Linked DNA regions of Zea mays: region 2 is linked to region 1. The links are chromatin contacts, called in public Hi-C maps. All regions are on one chromosome and are shown on one strand. Each heading gives the region's core, a stretch centred on a gene start, on an enhancer-like site or on the middle of the called end of the contact. The rest is flanking DNA. Distances are from core to core; before and after follow the strand shown. Region 1 holds the start of LOC103627587 (probable WRKY transcription factor 14). Region 2 has its middle 16 kb from the start of LOC100383742.

Evidence for each region. A called contact is a pair of places that touch in the nucleus more often than the background predicts.
Region 2: a contact with region 1 is called in a Hi-C map of ear, with 3 times the contacts expected there. The contact joins the enhancer-like site here to the promoter of LOC103627587 in region 1. A contact is called at or near these places in 9 of 25 Hi-C or Micro-C datasets (bundle sheath, ear, endosperm and 3 more) and 1 of 3 datasets of contacts at active chromatin or transcription factors (shoot).

The regions. Positions count from the first base shown.
Region 1 is chr5:207,581,469-207,586,951 of Zm-B73-REFERENCE-NAM-5.0, forward strand. LOC103627587 (probable WRKY transcription factor 14) reads left to right here and starts at 2,155. Exons shown (of 4, transcript XR_002262521.3): 1 at 2,155-3,213; 2 at 3,902-4,048; 3 at 5,376-5,483.
Region 2 is chr5:207,641,978-207,647,460 of Zm-B73-REFERENCE-NAM-5.0, forward strand. No RefSeq gene overlaps it. Among protein-coding and RNA genes, the nearest start is that of LOC100383742, 16 kb to the right of the region's middle. Within about 2 kb of position 3,459, at least 12 of the 20 cell types and tissues checked have an H3K27ac peak or open chromatin away from gene starts, as enhancers often do. A contact at or near this core is called in ear, seedling, shoot and 1 more, where this site is marked.

The DNA of each region.
Region 1 (5,483 bases), core at 905-3,404:
TTGGTAGTCCCTTTGTCGAGTGCTCTGACAGGCACTCGACAAAGCTCTCTCCTTGTCGAGTGTCTGCTGGCCTGGCACTCGGCAAATAAGGCTCCAGTGGACCCCTTTGCCAGTCCCCTTTGCCGAGTGTTTTGGGAGACACTCGGTAAAATATAGGTTTGCCGAGTGTTTGCAAGGTGACACTCAAAAGAAGATATTTTGTCGAGTGTCAACGCCTGACACTCGACAAAGAAGACTCCAGTGGACCCCTTTGCCAGTCCCTTTGCCGAGTGTTTTGGGAGACACTCGACAAAATATAGGTTTGCCGAGTGTTTGCAAGGTGACACTTAGAAAAGAAGATATTTTGCCGAGTGTCAACGCCCGACACTCGGCAAAGTTAATGGTTGTCAACTATAGACGACTGCTGACAGCTCTTTGCCGAGCGTTGCGTTTCATCGAGAGCGTAACACTATGCAAAGCTTCCTTTGCTGCGAGTGTTTTGCCCTCGACAAACTAGGTTTGTGCCGAGAGTCTTAGTTCGTCGAGAGTGGCACTTGGGAAGCATGTTTTGCCGAGTGCTCGATAGATTGCACTCGGCAAAAAGCCGGATTCTGGTAGTGAGTCGCTTGTCGGTACATCGACCAAATTTCGTGAAGTCTTCTGTTCACCGCTCGCTTCAGCCAAACATAAGGCCCTAGGTTGTGTGGCCAGCAGATCGTGCATATAGCCGTGTAAAACATTGTTTTACATTGTTTTTACACTGTAGATTACACTATTTATACAGTAAAGTTTGAAATAGAATGTGGGATGAGAGATAGTCCTAAAACCGTCGTGAATAAATTTGGCTTATTTACGTCGGATACCAAAACTATTATAAATAAGCCAGACTTATTTATGATGGTTTCAATAGCCGACTTATTTACGATTGTTTAAATGTGGAGATCGTAAATTAGTTTTTTTTACCGACCTACGGTCGACATAGATTACTTATTTACAGCGGCTAGCCGGCGTAAATAAGCCTAACTACGACGTTTTAGTAGTGACAGACTGAAAACCGACGTAAACTACTTATGACGGTTAAAACCTTATTATTACAGTAGTTTTAGACTGACATAGATTCGTCATGTTCCTATTGTGAGAGACGGACAACCGTTCATACCATGTATGTGTACTACTGTACTTCCATGTAGAAATCGGAAGATCGCATGCCAGGAGAGGTGTGGATGAGTGGATCATGGGACTGCGTGCCTAGGCCCAGCGTTGAGCGCTGCTCGAACAAGCTGCACTTTTTATGAGAGGGCATGCATGCTAGCGCATCGCCTTATTATTAGTAGCTTCGATATGCAGTTCGGTGGTGGTATTTTTTATGAACCCACACCCGAGCGGTGCAGGTGTCTGACGTGAGGAAGACGAAGGCACGCTGGGCAGGGCAGGTGCACAGGGCAGGCTCCGATCCGCATTGAATAGTATCGAGCGAGCTTAGTTGTTTTATCAATATATGCTAATTACTCTGGTAGTTAAGCACATTATCATTTGCATGCATGCGCCACCCGCCTTCGAAGTTCAAACATATGGCGTGCCGCAAGTGTCTGAACACGGACAGGATGCAGCGGCTTTCAGTTTCACCAGGCCATATTCATCAAGAAACATGCATCGAGCTCATGCATGCGTCGTAGAGTACTGTGGACTGCTGCCGATAAATAAAATCCTGGTACCGACAGCCACACGGACTGCTAGCAGCAGGTAGTACGTACTACTATACGTGAACACATGTAAACGCGTCGCCATACCATATGGCTTGCGCTCTTGGACTTGCTTGCTGCCGCGGCAGCCGGCAGCAGCTAGCAGGCCGCTCTCGCTCTGCCATGGTGCCAGCGGCCGGCACGACAATGGCAAGCGTCCACGACCACGACCGGCCTCCTCACTGATCCGTCCCCCTCCCAATTTTTTTTACCGCGCGCGTGCGGCAAAGCCATTACGTACGTACGTATATCTGCGCTGCTAGCTTTACCGCGGCTCCGATCCGTGATGTCCCTCCCGTCCCGTTCCGCGCATCGAGAACACTAGCAGTCCGGAATATGAAGTCAGCGACCATGCATATACTTTCGCATCAGGAAAAAGAGCACTAGCACTCCCAGTTCCCTCTCTCCTCCTCCTCCTCCTCCCATCTGCCACTGTTTTGTCCGCTCCGAGCTGAGCCAGCCCTTACTGTGCCTGCCAAACCTGTCCCTCCCTCCCTCTCCTCCTGCTCTACCCCGCCCTTCTCTCTCTCCTCTCTTCTGTCCTCTTTCTCTCGTGTCCTAGTAAAGAAAAGACAGTTTGATTGCACAGCTAGCCCACCGCTCATATCATCCGCCTCCCCTCGCCCCCCCTCTCTCTCTCTCTCTCACTCACAAACAAACAAACAAACAAGCCTGGATCGAGCGAATTCAGCCGAGCTTCAGAAACCCTTGCAAGCTCGTAGCAACTTCTCTCAACCTTATTCGGCTTTCTTCTAGCTATATAACGACCCTAAATTAGTCTGCTTCATTCGGTTCTTGCGAATTGCCAAGACCGAAAGAACAGCTTATTACTCTTCTGTTAGAAAGACTCGAAGAGGCCGGCCGAGATAGACTATCAGCTAGCTAGAGGGAGCTAACTACCTACCTAGCTAGCCATGTGTGACTACTTCCTGCAAAGGATGGATCAGGGCGACCACCACCACCACCACCAGGCCGGAGACCTCACGGACGTCGTCCGAGCCGGCGGCGCGATGCATCAGGCAGCTGTCGCGGAGCTCCCCTCCGCGGACACGGGGTGGCAGCTCCCGGCCGAGCCAGCAGCTGGAGCATGCCTCTTCCCGCCACCCCAGCCCTCGTCGTCGGACTGCGACGGCTTCGCGGACGCGTTCGCCGGCCTCCCGGACCCATTTGCCAGCGACTTTCGCACCTCCTCCTCCTCCGGCGTGGGCCTTTGCCCTGCCGACGACTTCTTCGACTTCGAGGCGCCTGCTGCTGCTGCTGCCGGTGGCGGCGCTCGAAGAGGCGGAGGCGTACTGGCGGGCGCGCAGATGCCCGCGCTGTCGCCGAGAGAGATACGGCCGTACCCGGTGACGATGGGCGGCGACACCGTGAAGATCGGCGCGCCGACGATGATGCCCGGGCTGGCCGTTGGGCCGCCCTGCTGTGCGTTCGACGCTGTCGCCGGGATGCAGATGCCGTCGCCGCACGCGCACGGTGGCGGGATCAAGCGCAGGTGCGGCACCGCGATCGTCGCTGCCAGATTTAACAAGTTCTTGATCTATCGTTGTCGTTCATGAAGCAATAAGCTCTTCCTTAATTTCTTCTCCGTGGCGTGTTTGAATTTTGCATGGATTTTCTTGCGCTAGAGTCATAGCTCGAGATTTGCAATTCAGGGAAGGCACTGCTAATCGCTTTTTTTTTTCTGCTCCCCACCTGCTCTTTTCGCCATTCTGCATCTTCCAAGAAAGATATTATATAGTATGATGAAGAAAAGAGAGTAAGACATAGACAGCCAATATTTTTTTGTTCTAACAAATTAAAAATAGCAAGATCAAATGTTCTAGAATCTAGATACACAAGAAATGGCAGCTAGCTGTTGGTGAAAATCTTCTGAGTAAAAATAAAAACAACTAGCATCTACTCGGTTGAAAAACAAATACACTATCTATAGCTACTAAAATTTCAGCTAAGTTAATTAGTATTATTGTGCCCAGAACTAGGTTTATTTCTTGAGCTCAACTTCCTGCCTTGCAACCCTAGTTTTCTGATTTTCTGCAAGATGCGTGCTTTGAGATGATCATTCACGCATATAACAATGTGGCTGTTCTAAAATCAAATTGAGATTAACCATCTATGATGTGATCTCTGGCACTAGCTGCTTGTTGTTGCTTTAATTTAATTAATTTGTGTTTGATATCCAGGAAAAACCAGGCAAGGAAGGTGGTCTGCATCCCAGCTCCTGCACCATCATCGGCAGGAGGAAGGACCACTGGGGAGGTTGTTCCTTCTGATCTCTGGGCTTGGAGGAAGTATGGACAGAAGCCTATCAAAGGATCACCCTACCCAAGGTATTGTGACGCGACTGACCTCTAGCTCTTGTGTAGTTCATGTGTGCATTTGATTATAGATATACTATGTGTGTGCATAAATAATTATGGTGGCCATGTAATAAATAATAATAATAATAACAACAATAATAATAATAATAATAATAATAATAACAATAATAATAGAACATTATATATTACTCAAAGTCCCGACGTGTTGATCCGATACCTTCTTCTCAATCAAGAGGAGAAGACACACACGGATTCCTTTTTTTTTCCTATAGAACTATTCTACTACTTGTTGGTTAGTTGTAGAAGCTAGCACATGATAAGGTAGCAGCTAGCAACTGATAGTATATAAATTACAATTGGCAAGAAGTGCAACATTTAATTGAACTCTATCATGGAATTTCTAAATAACGATTGTGAAGTTCAAGGACTCATCAGAGCTGCATTTATTACCTTGTCTTCCTTTGAACCATATCATGGAACTTTCAGTGTACACATCAAAAAAAATATTGAGTTGATTCAGTAGGGATCTTTTTGTGTCATGTTGCCACAAACAAACACATCATTAGATGTCAAAAACAGATTAATTGGTGCATATGAAAATGTGTGAACTCGCACAAATAAGCCAAGCAAAGCTTTGCCATCTCGATTAATCTGTTTTCGAATCGAGATCGTGAATTTGCTTCGTGCACAATTGACAATTGCTTCACTCTTCACATTCTGTGTGCAAACTTTGCCATGCTGTGTAAAATTATAAAGTATGTGACAGGACTTAAAAAACTATGTTGATTTTGCACTAACACTTTCTTATTCAGTGATGACATACGCGCACATATATGAATATATCTACAATACTTTTCATTGTCAGTCACATCTCACCAACAAATCGATTGATTATTTTCTATAAAAGTTCTTTTCCCAATGAGCCAACGACGAGAAGAGCATATGCCAAACATATATTACTATATGGAAGATTTTCACAAAAAGATTGCAAGTCTATAATATTTGTGGTTGATCTAATGTTGAAGCATTATATATACTAATAGTTCCTCACTTGAAGGTGATTCTGAAGTACTTTTCTTACTTTGAGGTTGTTGTAACTGTTTACATACATGTCTTCTAGAAATTATATGAAACATGATTTTTTTAAAAAGAAGTGTTTTGACAAGAAAATCGTGGCAAACTATTTGTGCCATATATATGGTTTGAAAGCCCTAATTTCTTGTGATATAAGGTTAAGGAGTAGCAGTTATGATGTGCTAATAATTAACTTCGTGCAAATTAATATATGAACTAGTACGTGTGGTAAAGTTCTGAAAAAAAAATGTACATTGTTCAGAGGGTACTACAGATGCAGCAGCTCTAAAGGATGCCCGGCGCGGAAGCAGGTGGAGCGCAGCCGAACCGACCCAAGCCTGCTCGTGATCACCTACAACTCGGAGCACAA
Region 2 (5,483 bases), core at 2,209-4,708, 62 kb after region 1:
TGCAATTGAAGTAGTCAATACCTTTGATGAGCACACCAATGTTGGTCTTTTAAGTAGTGGATTTCTCCATGTACCATTCATGGACTCTGTACATTTATGTTGGAAGTTCTTTGACCAGCTCTGGCCTGACTAGATGCTTGCCATGCTCGTACTTCCATACTACAGAAATTTATACTTGCTACAATCAACACTTGTTCTTTCGTGAGGCCTGAAGACTTCAAAAGACGCCTCCATATTAATGTCATGTTTGGATGGCATGTTAGGAATTGGTTGTGGCTATTTTTAGAGCTATGGCACATATTTCTTAGCACATTGATAAGATTTCCTAATAGAACAATCATATATGATAGAATAGCTTTCTTTGGTTTCTTTCTCGTCTTCGCAAAGAACCTCCTCGCCGCTAAATCAATTGGTTCTTTCTTTGGATGACTTCTTTTCCTAAAATGATCCTTCACCTGGGAGACCACAACTTGATCTTCATGATCAGTTAAGTCATAAGCTTGTTTCTATGGTGTCTAATTTACTGAGGAGTTGCTTGGTGTGTTCTAATCGACTTTTACTTTCAACTGACTTGCCATTAGTTTGTCTTTTAGGAGTTGCTAGATGTTTGGTGTTCTTGCAAGGAGGTGTGGGGCTCGTGACTCCTATGAGGAGGGGTGAGGCTACTACATAGAAGGGTGGGGCTCTTGCGAGAAGGGGTGAGGCTCTTACAAGGAGGGGTGGGGTTCCTACAAGGAGGAATGGGGCCCCGCCAACTACCAGTGCATTGTGACATCTGTAATTTATGATGTGTCTCTTCTTTCATATAGTAAATCTATGCAATCCCTATAAAAGTACTAGATATGTCTCCATCACCCTTTATGATCTTGAGCTCTTTGTCTCCATATCCTTCATAGATCTAACCAATGATCGTCTAGAATCTCCTCAATATGGCATGTCTTGCTTTGCTGAGGAGGTGAAACCATATCCAAAGCCACCTTAATTGTCATGTTCGGCACTGATATGTGTGTAGCTAGGTCACATGATGATCTATACTTAATATAAATTCCATCTGTATGATATCATTGATATGCATGGAGTTTGGTGGAAGCATTAGCTACATCATCGTTGCATTGAGAGAGCCTAACCATTTCAAAAGGAGGCATTATCATCTACAAACTCCGTTTTCATATACAACTCTCCATTCGGGACTGTAAGGATCGAAGAAGCGAGTCCTTAAGCATAAGGCTAAGATGAGGGGACACGTACGTTCAGGTTCAGGGTCGGGCACACCAGGAGAAAGAGCGTCGAATATGGATTGGAAGGGGCTTTATGATTTTTCACGTCACTGTTTTTTATAATGCGTGGCTCAATATTGATGAACGCGCGAGATCTAGGAGGGAATAAAACCCATCAGCTCAACTATACTGCACATGATGCTTGTCAATGTGGCCTGCAATGCATGCAGCTAGCAGGCAGCAGACTGTGGAGGCAACAAATCGTGGTCGTTCGTAACAGCACTGATAGGTCGCTTTCGCCTTTACGCCGTGCATGCGGTCAGGTCAAAGAAAAGCGAGTGTACAAGAAACAGAGCCATGCATTGCATAGTACGCTTTTCTAGAATCTTTTCCTTTCGTCCTGCATAGGGATGGCAACGGGGAATTCCCCGTCGGGTTTTAGCTCCCCAAACCCGTCCCCGCGACAAAAAAATTTCCCCGCGGGGATCCCCACGAACGCTTGCGGGGGACATTTCTTCCCCATCCCCGTTCCCCGCGGGGATAAATCCCCGTCGGGGATCCCCATCCCCGCTTAAATTATAATTAAATCGTACTTCATTTGTTATTAATGTAAAATATTGTCACTTATACACATTGTTAAATGTAAAATTCATTATGTGCACATTAAAATCAATGTATTTGTACAACGGGTGATCTTTTGACAAGGTAATTCTTTACTTTTATCATTAACTATTACATGAAAACATTGTCACATGTAAGTTTAACGGGTCCCCGCGGGGAACGGGGTCCCCGTTTACCCGTCGGGGGAGAACTTTTTCCCATTTACATCCCCGTGGGGAAAGAAACTTCCCCATCCCCATCCCCTAATAGAGGAATTCCCCGCGGGGAATCGGGGATCGGGTCCCCATTGCCATCTCTAGTCCTGCATATGCATGTCTGCTGCTCTCTTTATCTAACTTTCCTCTTCTTCGATCGACTTCGCGTTTGGGTTCACCGATGCTCGTAGTCATCCATGTATGAATATGGTAGACGGCGTGTCGTGGTCGAGCATTATGAGTACGTATACATATGTAGAATACTTTAAGATAGTACTGTATATTCGTATCCACGCCAGAGACCAAAATGTATCAGCACGTTGAACTGCTCAAAGATGTACGTACGTACGTACTCATAATTCAGCAACCGACGATGGACAGTTCATGGAATCTGGCCCGTTAATTTGGTACTCCTCCGTTTCTTTTTAGTTGTCGCTATATAGTTTAATTTTGCACTATCCAGCGATAACTAAAATGAAACGGAAAGAGTACGTGGTTAGCTAGATAGTAGTATACAATATGTCGTACACTATTCAACCTAAAAACAGTATCCGGCTGATTGGTTTGTTGTGGCGTGCAGGCACGCTCGCCCGAGGCTAGACGGGCGTTTTGGCCGCGGTATGAGCGGATACAACAGTCAATTGGATTCCAAATGACTCGTTTTGCATCCGCCTCATGCAGCCCGCGTCTTCTATGTGCATACAACTAAATATATACTTAGACAAAATCAACGCATGTAATGTCTGGGACAAAGCGATATGGACAACCACTAAAGTGGTATAATCTCCACTAGGTGAGAAAATAATGTTTAGCAAGTTGCTAAATATCTATTAGGAATATAAAATAACTTCGTTTTCAATAGTTTCTAATATTCAGTGAGTATTTCGATTTTGAATCTAGTTTTGACGGGTCTGCTCTCGTCGGATGACGGGTCGAGAGAATAGGATGTCGAGGGCGGAGAAGAAGGCTGTTGGTCGACATGACCTGTCGGAGAGCGATGATCCGGCGACGCAACCTATGGGACAATTGTGGTCAGACGGCAAAGGAGAATCTTGTCTCGCGGCTGTCTAGTTGCGCGGAAAGTGAAAAAAAAGGTGCGCCAGCGACTTCCTCGCTGCGCGGGAAAGGGTGAAATGAGCACGTGATTGTTTACTATGTGTCTATCAAGTTGTTAAATATAGAGAGTAAATGAGGTTGGATAACAATTAACTAAATTTAGCAAGTCTGTTTAAAGAACTATTTTAAGTTAACTTATTAAATTTAAGATTTAAGGAGGATATTGCGACGGAGCACGGCTGGTAGCTGCCGACGCACCCTCGATGCCGAGGCAGAATCATGGATCTAGCAGGCCAGGACACCACGCAAGTACAGGTCCGTAGTTGCCGCAGCGATCGAGCGTGTCCGGCCACTGTTGGCCGTTGGAACAAAGGCCCTGATTGGTGCGTACGTGCAAACAGTTGAATGATGCCGAGGGCTAGCCCACCCGTCAGTCCGTCACTGCAGAGCGACGGAATAATGATTGCGCATTGTGCCGAATTGGCAAATCCGCCCAATAGGTCTACTGCCGAAAAGAGGACGACGGCCGACAGCGCGCGCCACTGCTGGAGCTGGGCCTGGGCGAGGGCGGCGACCGGCGAGGCCAGCGAGGAAGCCGGAAGCGCCCCCCTCTCGTGGAAATTTTGTTCGTTTCCGTTTTCCGGTGGGCGCCTGATCGAGGGAGCAGCCTGGAGCCTGGTTTTGTTGGCCGAAGCACGCAGGATTAGGCTTAATTGGGCCCTGCACGTAGGCCTGCAAATGGGGCGTGTGTAAATGGTTATTTTGGGTGGATTTAGATATGGGTTTAGTTTGGATGAGTGATAATGAATTTTAATTGACTGTGAATTAGGTTGGGTGGGTTTATTTTATAGTGTGGATGGAAACGGCCTATGCCCGCGCGTCGTAGATGGGTTTCCACATATATTCGATTCCATGGGTTGTCACCCATCTTGCCATCTGACTATCAGCGAGAGCCTAGGCCCCAAAGCCGTGGAGCACATCTGACTATCAACGACTCGACGCTTCCACCCTGGCATGCACCTGCCGTGGCGTCTTCGTGAGAGAAAAAAAAAGAATCATTTGCATGAGAGAATCAGTGAGGCTGTGAGAGAATCCTCGTGAGAGAAAAGTTTTCTTTTAAAAAAAGTGATATGAGCTGTGAGGCTGGCTGGTTTAATTTTGACATGACAGTAAATCAGTATGAAAGATGCTAGTAGTACTGTATAAATGAGATCTATACTAGTAGCAGCTAGCCCCCATTTTCAACCAAAATAATTCAAATCAATTTGTCAAAAATGATTCAAACCAATTTGAGTTGGCCACTGGTGATCCCATGTCATTGATTTTTACTCTGTTCTATTCAAACATTTTTTTCTTTCAATCACGAAACTATGTTACTGAAACCACCTATAAAATTGTTACTATGTGAGGCAATAAGCTAAACCCACAGATTTTTCATGGGTTTCCACCCAATTACAATTATGGTTTTTTATATCACTGAAACCACCTATAAAATTGTTATTGGATGGGTTGGGTTTAACTTCCTTCTAATATTTTTGGGTGGGTGGGGGATGGATATCAAAGTTACTAGATTTAGGTATGGGTGGGAGTGGGTTGTATTTTTTGCCATTAGCAGGCCTAGCTGCACGACGGGATGCAAGGGCTCACTCGAAAACGCAACAGAGACAGCTACGCTGTTGTTGGTCTAGTTTTTGTCCACGAAATGTGGTGCCGCATCTTCCTTGCTGGAAGAAGCCGATAGTTGGACATGACATGATGATTGTTTCTTCACATCAGTGTTCCGGCCGGACCTCCAGGTTATGCGATGCACACTGCCTGAGCAACAAGCCAACAACGTTTCCATGTAAGCAGTCAAAGCAGAAGTTGCTGCTCTTCACTTCTGCTGCTCCTTGGTTTTGCTACTCACCTACCTTTTCACGGAGAAGAAGGTAGTTTCCAGAAATTGTAAGACCCTCTTGGCTGTCTAACCATTTCCGTAAGGAACTTTGGTCCAGATGTCCGATGTATTAATTGTTGCACACACACACGAGATTCAGAAAGGTTTCTCGCTTCGGACCGGATGATTCATTCATCCCTGTTCATACGCAGGTCACAATCGCAAGTAAACTTGAGACGACTGCATCGACACTTGAGTAGTTGAGTCTTGACAGCACGATAGAGATGCAGCTGATAGGCCGGCCAGTGCATGACCCAGACTAGAGATTAGAGAAGGCGTTGTCGATCGCCTTCGCGTCCACTGCTGCGCAGTCAGTCAGTCTTCCTCAACAACTGGGCACAGGGCGCTCTAGATGACCAGGTGGACAAGACAGGCAGACTAGCTGCACTGGGATAGCAACGGAGAAATGGCAATGGAAACGCACGTGATGCATGCGGCCGAACGGCTGTTTCCGTTTCC